2 separate regions of the Pan troglodytes genome follow, and region 2 is linked to region 1. The links are chromatin contacts, called in public HiChIP or PLAC-seq maps. All regions are on one chromosome and are shown on one strand. Each heading gives the region's core, a stretch centred on a gene start, on an enhancer-like site or on the middle of the called end of the contact. The rest is flanking DNA. Distances are from core to core; before and after follow the strand shown.

Region 1 (5,926 bases), core at 1,264-3,763:
GTGGAGAAAGCAGGCAGGGGAGTGAAACTGAAAAAGAACTAGGTCTCTTAACAGTTAGACCCACAACAGCTAAGGTCTTAAATCTAAAACAAGTACTGGCCCAAGGGTGGAGACCAAAAACTCCCAACCATCTTAGTTCTGGCGTCAGCCTGTCTAAGGCAAGGCCAGATCTACACATGGGCCAAGAAGATAGAATGGTTTATAAATTGCCGCAATCAATGACAGAGAAAAACAAGATTACCCAAAACAAATGACACCCCGTCAAGATAATTCAGTTTGTTAATTTTACTAGCTAATAAGTCTCCATTACAGCTTTATATGTGGGAGACAAACCAGTCTCATCTGTATGACATAATCAATCAATTATAAAAGTCACTGTGAGATTTGGAGCACTGATTTACCCTGAAAGATCTTCTCCCCCAGGCCTTGCCTTCATCTGAAATCATAAAATAGATATATAAGTGAGATTTCAGACAAGCTAAACACAATGTAGTTTGAGAGACCGGGCTCTCAGGAGCTCAGACGAGCCACAGTTTGCAGCTCTGAAGCACAGCTCGCCTGATTTTCAGATGTGGCTGCAGTTTCTTAGTTACACCCATGCAGATCACTTTATCAGAACTCTACGGAATAAATGAATGAATTCAGTTAAGCCAATTGCTCTTGTCTCTGGTGTTTATCAAATCCCAGGCTGTGTTAATGGGATCCATCTCATTCAACACGTGCTCTTATGCCATTCACAAAGTGCTATTGCCCACATCACCCCAGCAGCTGTTTCAAGTAGGGGAGTTTTCAAAGTATTTGAAGGAGACAAATAGGTTACTTCCAACTCTTGACTTTCTTATTTAGTCTAATATCTTGTAAGAAAGACACTTTGTGAAATCATTCTACTGGTAAAAGTATATATCATCAAAATTAGCAGGCATACCCATAGCAGCTTCACAGATTAAACAGAATGCCCTTTACACAACTATAGTCAACATAGGTTGTTCTTTTAATGTTCTAAGGCTGTGTCCACCGAAATCCTGCATCTTGCATTTGTATTCCTGGTCTCTCAGGGATTGTTTGGTTCAGTTGTTCTTTGTTTCTTTCTAACACTATCACTAGATCCAGCAGGCATTGTGGAGCACGTATTACACATACTACAGATATGACACATACTCATATCTTCTGTATATGGGATATATGACTCAGAAGCAATAGCAAGTCAGATTACAACCTCTTAGGGAAAATCAACAGCAAATACAAGCTCACAGGCTGTGTGTACGGTTGACTTTTACATGACTTTGGATGCAAATTGACACAAACACCTCTCCATATTACAGTCATTTTTAGAGGGCAGACAGCATTCTTGAGGGGACCTGAATTGCTAATTAAAATGTATGTATGTAGAATAAAATAATCTTGGAAATAAGAGGTTTCCATAAGCCTTCTCTCTAAAATAAGGTCACCTTCTTTGAGGTAGAGATTCTGTGCCTTGTGGAAGGAAAGCCACTTCATAAAGCAGCACAAGAATAGCCAGTTATTGAAAGGGCCATTATAAAATTACTAGCCAATGGTATTCGCTGCTCTTACAATTTGTCAATCCATTCATCCCTAGGAAAAAGACAGCATAAAAGAGAGTTCTGTTCATAGGTAGAAGCAATTTATGGAAAGACTTTGGAGATGTAGAACCATTGTTTTTGATGACCATAAGAAAAAGAGGGGGTGCAAGAGGGGAGCACTATGAGGGGCCCCTGGAATAACAGCACAAAGCAAGTTAGATTCAAAGAGTGGAGTAGACCTTTGTCTAAGGGGCTTATCCTGACAAATTCAACTTTGAAGGCAGCCTGGGTCATTCTTGGAAAAGGCCATTCTTTGTCTCCAGTGACCCCAGAGACATCATATAAGGGTGGGGTGATGATGCAGCAGCCGGGACCAGTTCCCAGTTGCAGTGGACAGGACAGAAGGGACTGAATGGGGCAGCAGGCTGGGGCGCCACCAGGTGCAAGCAAAGCTCAGGGATAGGGCCCCTCCCCTCCGTCCCGGCTGCTCGCTGCGCCCCCTCTGGGCGGTGCAGGCTCCGGCTCCCGCGCCGGGGCTGCCTCTCACGGATTTCAGCCCGGTGGGAGGCAGTGCCCAGAGCCTCTTTTTCCTTATCTCACAAAACCCTAAAAGCCGAACCCCTACAACCAGCAGACAAAACTGCTCCCCGAGCTTCGGCTCTTTCCTGCTTTCCAGGCGTTTCTCCGGGAATAACTTACTTAGTGGCACGGGGAGAAAGATTGGGACTGGGGGGTCGGGGACCGAAACCCAAAAGATTCCCCCAGCATGGAGCACCCACGTTTCCAGTGGCGGGGGATGCACGTTGGTTTGTGCCCAGCCCGCCCCCACCAAGCCCGGTCCTCGGCGCGCTGACACGCTAGCTGGCATGGGCGGCGGGGTGGGCGTCTCTGGGTCTGTGGCTCTGTCCTGCTCGCCCCCGCCCCTTCCTCCCGGACCGCGCCGGCGCTGTGCGGCTTTTTCCCCAGCACGCGGCGCTGCGCTCGCTTTTATCTCGGAGCCGCGTCGCTTCGTGCGCTGCCAGCGGGGCTCAGCCAGTCGGCTGGAATTGAGTAGCATTCATTGAATCTGCGGATTTCATGACGTCTCTCTGCGTGGTCCACCACTTTTCTCCTAACCGGGGATTTTTTTTTTCTTCTGCCACTCTTATCTTTCCCCACTTCATTCCACCCAGTCTCCCTCCCCCGTCCCTGCCCAAACGCGCGCCCCTCCGCCCCTCCTTTGGCCCCAGCGCCCAGCCCTGCTCTCCGCGCTCGGCCAGAGGGAGCCAGTCCGGAGACGGCCGCACCTGGCTGGAGAGGCTGGGCGGGCGGAGGGGTGGAGACCCGCGGACGCCGGGAAGCCGGACCTGGAGCCGGAGCAGCCGCGAGCAGAATGGAGTCTCCTAACAGCCTCTCGGGGCTGATGTGAAATTTGACCATCTGATTCCAGTTTTTTTCTTTTCCTTTTCTTTTTTGCATTTCCTTCCCTCGCCATCCGTCGTGTAGTGAATTGTTCAGTCTTGCTCCGTTTCAAGAGAGGAGATCATGATTGAGTGAAGCCACCCCGTCCGCAGCCAGGTAAGCGGTGCGCTGAGCTGCTCGCAGGCGAGGAGCTGGCGTCCACCTGGGCGAGGCGTTCCGTGCTCTCGGGTCCCCGCGTCCCCTTCCCCAGCTCCGCCGTCGCCGCAGGCATCTCCACTCTCATGAGAAACATTGTGCCCAAGTCAGCCGAAAGGCGAGGGAGAAGCCGGTTACATAACAGAAGGGGAATCTGTTTCATACGGTTTTCATTAGCGACTGAAACTCGCACGGGGGGCGGGGGGAGGAGGGGTCTGCATCCCTGGGCTCGCAGAAACCCAGTCAGTTATTGCAGACATCATTTCAACATCCGCTGGCAAAGACTAAATGCACTGATTAACTGACAGGTGCAGCTTGTGATGTAGTCATTTACAGTTGGGAAAAGCCTATTGTCTTTGTGGAAGGCAGTCTTCTTGTTCTGCTTTGCATGGAGAGGAGAGGAGACAACACGAGAGGGAGGAAAAGTGAGGGTTGGGGAGAAACATGCGGAGAATGGGAAACAGAATACTGTAACTCCTAACTGTTCTCTATCCTTAAAACCGAAGATGTGCTAGCATGACTAAAAACAGTGAATAGGAAGATCTCCCTAGGAGTAAACTGAATTATTTTGTAATTGGAAGGGAAGAAAAAACGCTTTAGATAAAATGAGATGTGTGTGGCATTTAGAGGACTGGGTGGCTGTGGATATTTGCTTCCCTGTGGATATATTTTCATTTTCATCAAAACATTAAGCTTGGATTAGTTTTTAAGTGAAATAACATCAGTATTCCCAAAACCCAATAAAAGCCCAGTGGATCCACAGGTACATCTGTTGTACTAGGTGCAATATGGAGAGATTGTCAGGGGGAAAATATATCTTAATAGAAACAGCCACAGAGGGTGAGGTTAGTGGAGAAAAAAAATACCAGAATTTTCCAAAGAATTCCGCCTCCAACCCCCCAAAAAAGGAAGAGAAAAAAAAAAAACCCACAACTCCAGTGTTTGGGAGTTGGAGATGTATTATATGTTTAGAGTGTTTCCCAACTGCTGTTATCCAAAGTCTGTCGGTCCCGGGGAGCCCCACGGTACAGGGAGCAATGCCACATCCTGCTAGCCCTGTTCCCTGCCTGCCTTTCTTTTGCTGAAAAAAAAAAAACGGAAAAGGGTGATGCCCAGGAACTGCTTAGGGAGAAAAAAGGGCTTGCTACAGTCAGGGCTGAGCTAACTGAGCTTCGCCCATTTTGCCTGGAGAAAGAAAAAGAGCTCGAGTCTCCATGGCGACCCAGGTGGGAGGGGAGACCGCAGCTCCAGTTATAGGGGGAAAAAATTGGACAAAACTTTCCCGGCTCCAGGCAAAGGAATACGCCAGCCGCGTGCCCTGTGGCGGGTCCCAGGGCATCGGTTGTGCCCAACTCCCTGACGGCGACGCTCGAGAGGGCGCCCAGAGCTGGCCGGGTGCCCCTGAAACCTCCCGAAAGTTGCCTGGGGGCCGCCGAGGTGGTGGTTCCCCAGCGGGTTCCGGATTCAGCACCAAGGCCAGAGCCCAGGCGCCGAGGGTGCAGCCTCACCTGTCTGCAGCCCCCAGCAAGCAGTACCCACTCCTTTGGTCGCTGGAGGTCAATCACTTTCTATAAATAAATGAGTCTTTGGCTCGTGCAGAATCTGGATATCAAATTACCCACGGAATTACGTGAGGCAAAGAAGCTTGCAAACCATCCATTTTATGCATGGCGGTGCATCAGAGGGCCTATTCAGAATCAAGAACACTGGGACAGGGAAAGACCTGAGCTGAACTGAGAGTGGAGACAGGATTCTGTCCTCAGGGGGAGAAAAAGGACGCGCGCGCGCACAGACACACAGACACACACACACACACACACACACACACCGATCCGCCTCTGACGAGGGTTGCTAGTTTCAGCTGAGTCCCTTTGGCTTTCAAAAGCATGCATCCCTTGCCCTCTCACGCTCTTCTCTTTAACTTTTTGTTGGGCATAGATGGCAGAAGGGAGCTGTGGAAGCACCCTGGTCAGCGAGAGGCCAGCCAACCAAGTTTGTTCGTTCTTTCTTTCTTTCTTTCTTTCTTTCTTTCTTTCTTTTTCTTTTTTAGACGGAGTCTCGCTGTGTCACCCAGGCTAGAGTGCAGTGGCTCGATCTCGGCTCGCTGCAACCTCTGCGTCCCGGTTTCAAGCGATTCTCCTACCTCAGCCTCCTGAGTAGCTGGGATTACAGGCGCGCACCACCACACCGGGCTAATTTTTGTATTTTTAGTAGAGACGGGGTTTCACCATGTTGGTCAGGCTGGTCTCGAACTCATGACGTTGTGATCCGCCTGCCTCAGCCTCCCAGAGTGCTGGGATTACAGGCGTGAGCCACCGTATCCGGCCCAACCAAGTTCTTTCTAAGGGTCCTAGGACTGAAGAGGGTGGAGATATAGTTTCCTCTCGGTCTAGAACTGGAAGGAATCAAAACAACACTGGTGAGCTTCCGAAAAGGAGAGAGAGTTTGTTAGCAAGATGAGAGCCAGTGATCACATCTTCAAGCCTGCGTGTGAGCAAGGTGGCTACATTTCCTAGGTTGCAGTCGTAGGAAACCGAGAGGAGTCACTTCTCTTAATACAAACAAGGAAGAAACTGCAGGAGGGGAGGATTTATTACCATTCAAGTTCCATTTCAACATTCATACAGGGAAAACAGGTAAGTCCATCAAGCCCTTCTGCTCTCACTTTACGAGAAGCTGGTCTTTGCCCTGCTCTCATCCTTGGTAGTAGGTCCCCCACCACCACAACTGTCACTGATATGAAGAGGAAAAATAATACAGGAAGGTGACAGTCATATTTGAAATAGAAT
Region 2 (5,192 bases), core at 1,757-4,256, 200 kb before region 1:
AAATTTTTAAGATTAAAAACAAGGGTAGACAAAAGTAGCAAATCTTGGCGAGCTCTGAGACAGAAATCTCTAAATCTTATATTAAGTGAAAAACTTCAATTTAAACAAAAGCAAAAGGAAACCCGAGTTGATGAAGAGACGTTAACAGCTCATGTTTAGTTTCCAAAAACTGCCGAGTTGGAACTCATTGCTCTAATCAGCACCTACTAGGAACAAGAGACAACCTGCGGTTACACTGGTTTTCAAAAAGCACATATGTATGTTTATTAGCTTGACAGGGGGGAACACATATGTGAATACTTGTATTTAATATTTCCTAACCTTCTGTATAATGTCCACTTTAAGGAATTGAGACTAGCTCTGATTTTGCCCTCTTTGACTTTTAGGGTCAATAAGCTTTATTAAGGGCAATTTAGTGTCACAGGAAGAGAAAATTTATAACCCTGATCAATGAGGAATACAGAGGACACAAAGGTACATACATGTGATGGAGACCTATATCAAAAATGCTGTTATCAGTCAGAGTGCTGGCAGGAAACAGATGGTACACTCAAACCAGGCAACTGAGCTAAGGTTAATGAAGGCCTATTTACACAGGTGTGGGTGGGGCTATGGGAACCAACAAGTGACACTGAAACACCCATGGGCAGCACTCCCTGGAGAGCCATTACCTCCCCTAGGGCTAATGGGACTGTAAGGAGAGAGGTCACCGGACCCCACAGAGAGCTAGAGGAGACGACTGAGGGGTAGTGAGCTTCACACAGGAATGTAGCCCCTGCCGACTTGTGGCCTTGAGAGGAGCATCCGTACCTCAACCATTCTGTCCTCCTGCCCCAACTTCCTCTGTGCCTCCATGGGCCAATGGGAAGCCAGAGGGTAACAGAGCCCATGTGGGGCTGTTCGTAGAGGTCAGTGTTCTGGGGTTCAGAACATGGTGGGGAGGAGGGCAGGGAGTCTAAAGGGTCAGATACAGAATGTGAAAAACATCCTTATATGTGGTTTCATCTAGTGCTCTTAAACCAGACTCACTAACCTACTGTGTTTTAAAATACAGCTTGCCAAAGTCTGTGTTAATATTATTTAACTTTGATGTGTATCTGTGATGGTTGGTTTTGTGTGTCAACTTGACTGAGCCATGGGATACTCCTAACAGGCTGAATGTTATTTCTGGGTGTATCTGTGAAGGTGTTTCTGGAAGAGATCAGGATCTGAGTTGGTGGACTGATTAAAGCAGATGGCTCTCCTCAATGTGGCTGGGCCTCATCCAGTCCATCCAGGGTCAGAATAGAAGAAAAAGGGAGAGGAAGGGAGGACTTTTTCTCTTTGCCTGATTGAGCTGGAATATTGATCTTCTGCCCTCTGTGCTTCTGGTTCTCAGGCCTTTAGACCTGGGCTGCAATCTATACCATCGGCCCTCCAGCTCTTAGGCCTTTGACTTTCATCAGCTTTCCTGGGTCTCCAGCTTGCAGAGAGCAGATCATGGGGCTTCTCAGCCTCCACAATCACATGAACCAGTACCTGATAATAAATTGGTTCTGGTTTTTCCAGAGAACCCTGATTAATATACTATCTGTGCATTCACTTAGGAGAAACAAAGTCATTAAATGTGGAAAAAAAAAAAAAAGAACTGAGTCACTCAGAAGAATCATACTATAGTTGCCCATCATATATTATAAAGAAGAAAGTATTCTAAATTATTTACGAATAAGAATTCTACAAAGAAAATGACTGGTTATCTGCGCTTACACAAAATATTTCACGGAAATTTTATTACCGTGCTCTTTTTTTTTTTTTTTAATTTAACCATCATTATGTTGTGCGTTCATCATCTGGAGTTTTTAGTTGTTTAGAATTCCCTGTTGGCAGCCAAATTCCTGTCTGGGAAAATGTATGAGCCAGCCTTCATTTTCCACGATGACTTTCCAAGGAACCATTACAATTAAGAGAATGTAAGTTACTCATCTCCAATAACTGCACATGAAGCAATATTCCGAGGATTTGTTAACTGTCTTTGACAGGAGATCATCTACTCACAGTAGGTGCTTAACAAATGCCATCTTGAATGAATGAAGACCCTTTCTCACAGTAACAAAGTTGGGTCCAGGCTCCTTCATTTTTGCTCAGCAAGATGAAGCTAAGGAAACAGGAAATAAGTCATCAACCAAATCATAGTAACAAATCGTTCTATTCCATTCTCCATAATTCACCCTTCAGTCCAGGGGAACACTAACAATTGCCCCTCCAGATACAAAGAAATTGCCTCCTCTGAAGACAGCTGCCTCACCTAAGGCCACATTTCCTTCCAGGCTGCCCCACTTCCAAGAAGTCACGGATTGGCAATCCATAAAGGTCGGCCCTCTTGCCTCAACTCAGCATACCTCTGACAGATCGTCCCATCTTCCCGTCTCCCTTGAGGTTTGACTGGGGTTGCTGCTGACCCAGTGATATAGGAGTTAAGAAGAAAGTACTTAGGCAGATAGTGAAGGTATGGGAGTCCTCAGTAAGGTCTTCCTTTTAATGAAAAGCAGCCCCCAAATCATTTTCTTTTCTAACAAAAAGCAACCTGGAAAATCGAGCTGCAGACACAGACAAGCAAGCTGAAAGCTTGCACAGGCAAATGCCGGCAGTTGTGCCAATAAAAATATACTGGGGACGGTGCTGTGGCTCACGCCTGTAATCCCAGCTACTCAGGAGGCTGAGGCAGGAGAATCGCCTGAACTTAGGAGGCGGAGGCTGTGGTGAGCCAAGATGGCGCCATTGCACTCCAGCCTGGGCAACAAGAGCGAAACTCCGACTCAAAAAGCGACAACAGCAACAACAACAACAACAAAAAACACTACCTGGGATTAGGCATGTTCTAAATGGCAGCTCCATCTTCTCTTTTTGCCACCCATGTGTACAGAAACGAGTGGACAAGACAGCACCCGCCAAGTGGGAAGCCTATTTGCATAACAAGATTAGGGTGGGGTGACCAGCATTCCCTGAGCGCTACGTAAACGTCACCCCTGGTCGAACCAATCTCTGGGCTCTACGTAAATCAGACACCGCCTCCTCAAGCCTGCCCGTAAAACCTGCTGCCGTCAGTCACGGGCCAGCCTTTCCCTTAAGGATGTCTGAGAGCTGGTCTCCTCACTCTTTTAAACTTTCCGCTTCTTAACTCACCCATATGTGTCCATGTCGTTAATCATCTTGACGAGAGATGATGAACCCCGGATATTTACCCCAGACAGTGATGCCGCTTCACCAGCATTGCACTCTACTTCCCCGCTTCCCGATCCTGCCTCAGCTTCTCCTCTCCACAGGTATTGATCCCAAGAACAACCCGTAAGAAATGTCCTGCACGCTAATCTCCATCTCAGAGTCAGCTTCCCAGGGAATCCAGCAATTACGAAGCATTCAGCTTAATTTTGTTGATTGCTTTATGATTTTGTGTGTGTGTGTGTTTTAATGTTGTAATGTAACATATATTCAAAAGTGTGGATAAAGTCTCCATGACGATTAGTTTCCTGTGTCATGGGGGCCAGGCTTTAGTGCCTTTTTTTTTTTTTTTTTTGTGGTGAGACAGAGTTTTGCTCTTGTCACCCAGACTGGAATGCAGTGGCGCGATCTCGGTTCACTACAACCTCCTGGGTTCAAGTGATTCTCCTGCTTCAGCCTCCCAAGTAGCTGGGATTACAGGTGCCCGCCACCAAGCCAGGCTAATTTTTGTATTTTTAGTACGGATGGGGTTTCACCATGTTGGCCAGGCTGGTCTTGAACTCCTGACCTCAAGTGATCTTCCTGCCTCGGCCTCCCAAAGTGCTGGGATTACAGGCGTGAGCCACTGCACCCGGCCTTTACTGCCTATTTATTTAATCAAACACTAATCTAGGTAGTGCTGCAAAGGTATTTTGTAGATGTAGTTAACATCTACAATCAGTTGGCTTTACATAAATCTTACTTTTCATACTGTGAATGGGCCTTATACAATCAGAAGCCTTAAGAGCAAAAACTGAATTTTCCTAGAGAAGAAAAAATTCTGCCTAAAGTCTGCAACATCGTTTCCTGCCTGAGTTTCAGCCTGCCAGCTTCTCCTACGGATTCTGGACTTGCCAGCCCCACAATCATGTAAGCCAATATGCTAAAATAAATTTCTTGATATAATTCTTAATGTATATATCCTTTTGATTCTGTTTTTCTGGAGAAATCTGGCTTATACAGTCTCTTAACATGATTGTTTATCTGTCAGTTTTTATTTTATGGCTATGTTATTAGGTATAAACAAATTTACGATTATTTCATATTAAACCTGAAACGTTGATTATTCTGAAACGAGCCAGTCTTTGCTTTGGTTTTGTAACTTTTGCTTTGCATAGTAGTTTTACCATCCCTTACTTTCAACCTGTCGATATCTTTATATTTAAAGTAAGCAGCTTGTTTAGCTTTGCTTGATATTATTACCTTCTCTGATGAGCTTTATATTTCAATTTGAATATTTAGTCTGTTTATATTTACTGTAATTCAAGGTTAAATCTACCATCTTACCATTGATTCCTATTTTCTCTGTTCTATGATTTTTTTTTGTCCTTCCTTAAAGTTTTTGGGCTTATTTAAATTTTTCTAATTACATTTCTTCTTCTATTAGCTTGTTATTTATATGTTTTTTTAAAAATTGGTGTTTTCTCTAATTGGTGCAACATGCATTCTTGACTTACTAAAGTGCTATCGGTGTGTGTTTTAAAGGCGCTACTGTAAATGTGTATACAAGTAATGTTTATCTAGATTTACCACAGACATTCTTATGATTGCTCTTCGTTACTTCCTGAATTTCCATGCTTTGCTCTACTACATGTTATTTACCATAATAAACGCATAACATTTATTACCTATAGCTCTAAAGGCAAACAGGCAGTGCAGTTCCAATTTTATGGATAAGGAAACCAAAGCTCAGGGAAATATAGTGAGAAAGAGTATAGCTTGATAGCTAAAAGCATAAACTCTGGAATCCAATTGAATATTCCGCTTACTGGCCGGGCAGGGTGGCTCACACCTGTAATCTCAGCACTTTGGGAGGCCGAGGCGGGCGGATCACGAGGTCAGGAAATCCAGATCATCCTGGCTAACACGGTGAAATCCCATCTCTACTAAAAATACAAAAAATTAGCCGGGAGTGGTGGCAGGTGCCTGTAGTTCCAGCTACTGGGGAGGCTGAG

The links. HiChIP or PLAC-seq counts read pairs in DNA pulled down with a chosen protein or histone mark.
Region 2: a contact with region 1 is called in an H3K4me3 HiChIP or PLAC-seq map of stem cell-derived excitatory neurons, with 4 times the contacts expected there. The contact joins the promoter of LOC747480 here to the promoter of KCNJ6 in region 1. A contact is called at or near these places in 3 of 7 Hi-C or Micro-C datasets (induced pluripotent stem cells and stem cell-derived neural progenitor cells) and 1 of 1 datasets of contacts at active chromatin or transcription factors (stem cell-derived excitatory neurons).

The regions. Positions count from the first base shown.
Region 1 is chr22:38,618,758-38,624,683 of NHGRI_mPanTro3-v2.0_pri, reverse strand. It overlaps KCNJ6 (potassium inwardly rectifying channel subfamily J member 6), which reads left to right and starts at 2,513. Exons shown (of 4, transcript XM_016938537.4): 1 at 2,513-3,098.
Region 2 is chr22:38,823,598-38,828,789 of NHGRI_mPanTro3-v2.0_pri, reverse strand. LOC747480 (Down syndrome critical region protein 8) reads right to left here and starts at 3,006. Exons shown (of 6, transcript XM_003949171.5): 1 at 2,841-3,006; 2 at 2,035-2,134. The coding sequence starts at 2,114. LOC129138317 (Down syndrome critical region protein 4) reads left to right here and starts at 3,080. Exons shown (of 3, transcript XM_054675299.2): 1 at 3,080-3,302; 2 at 4,006-4,107. The coding sequence starts at 3,175.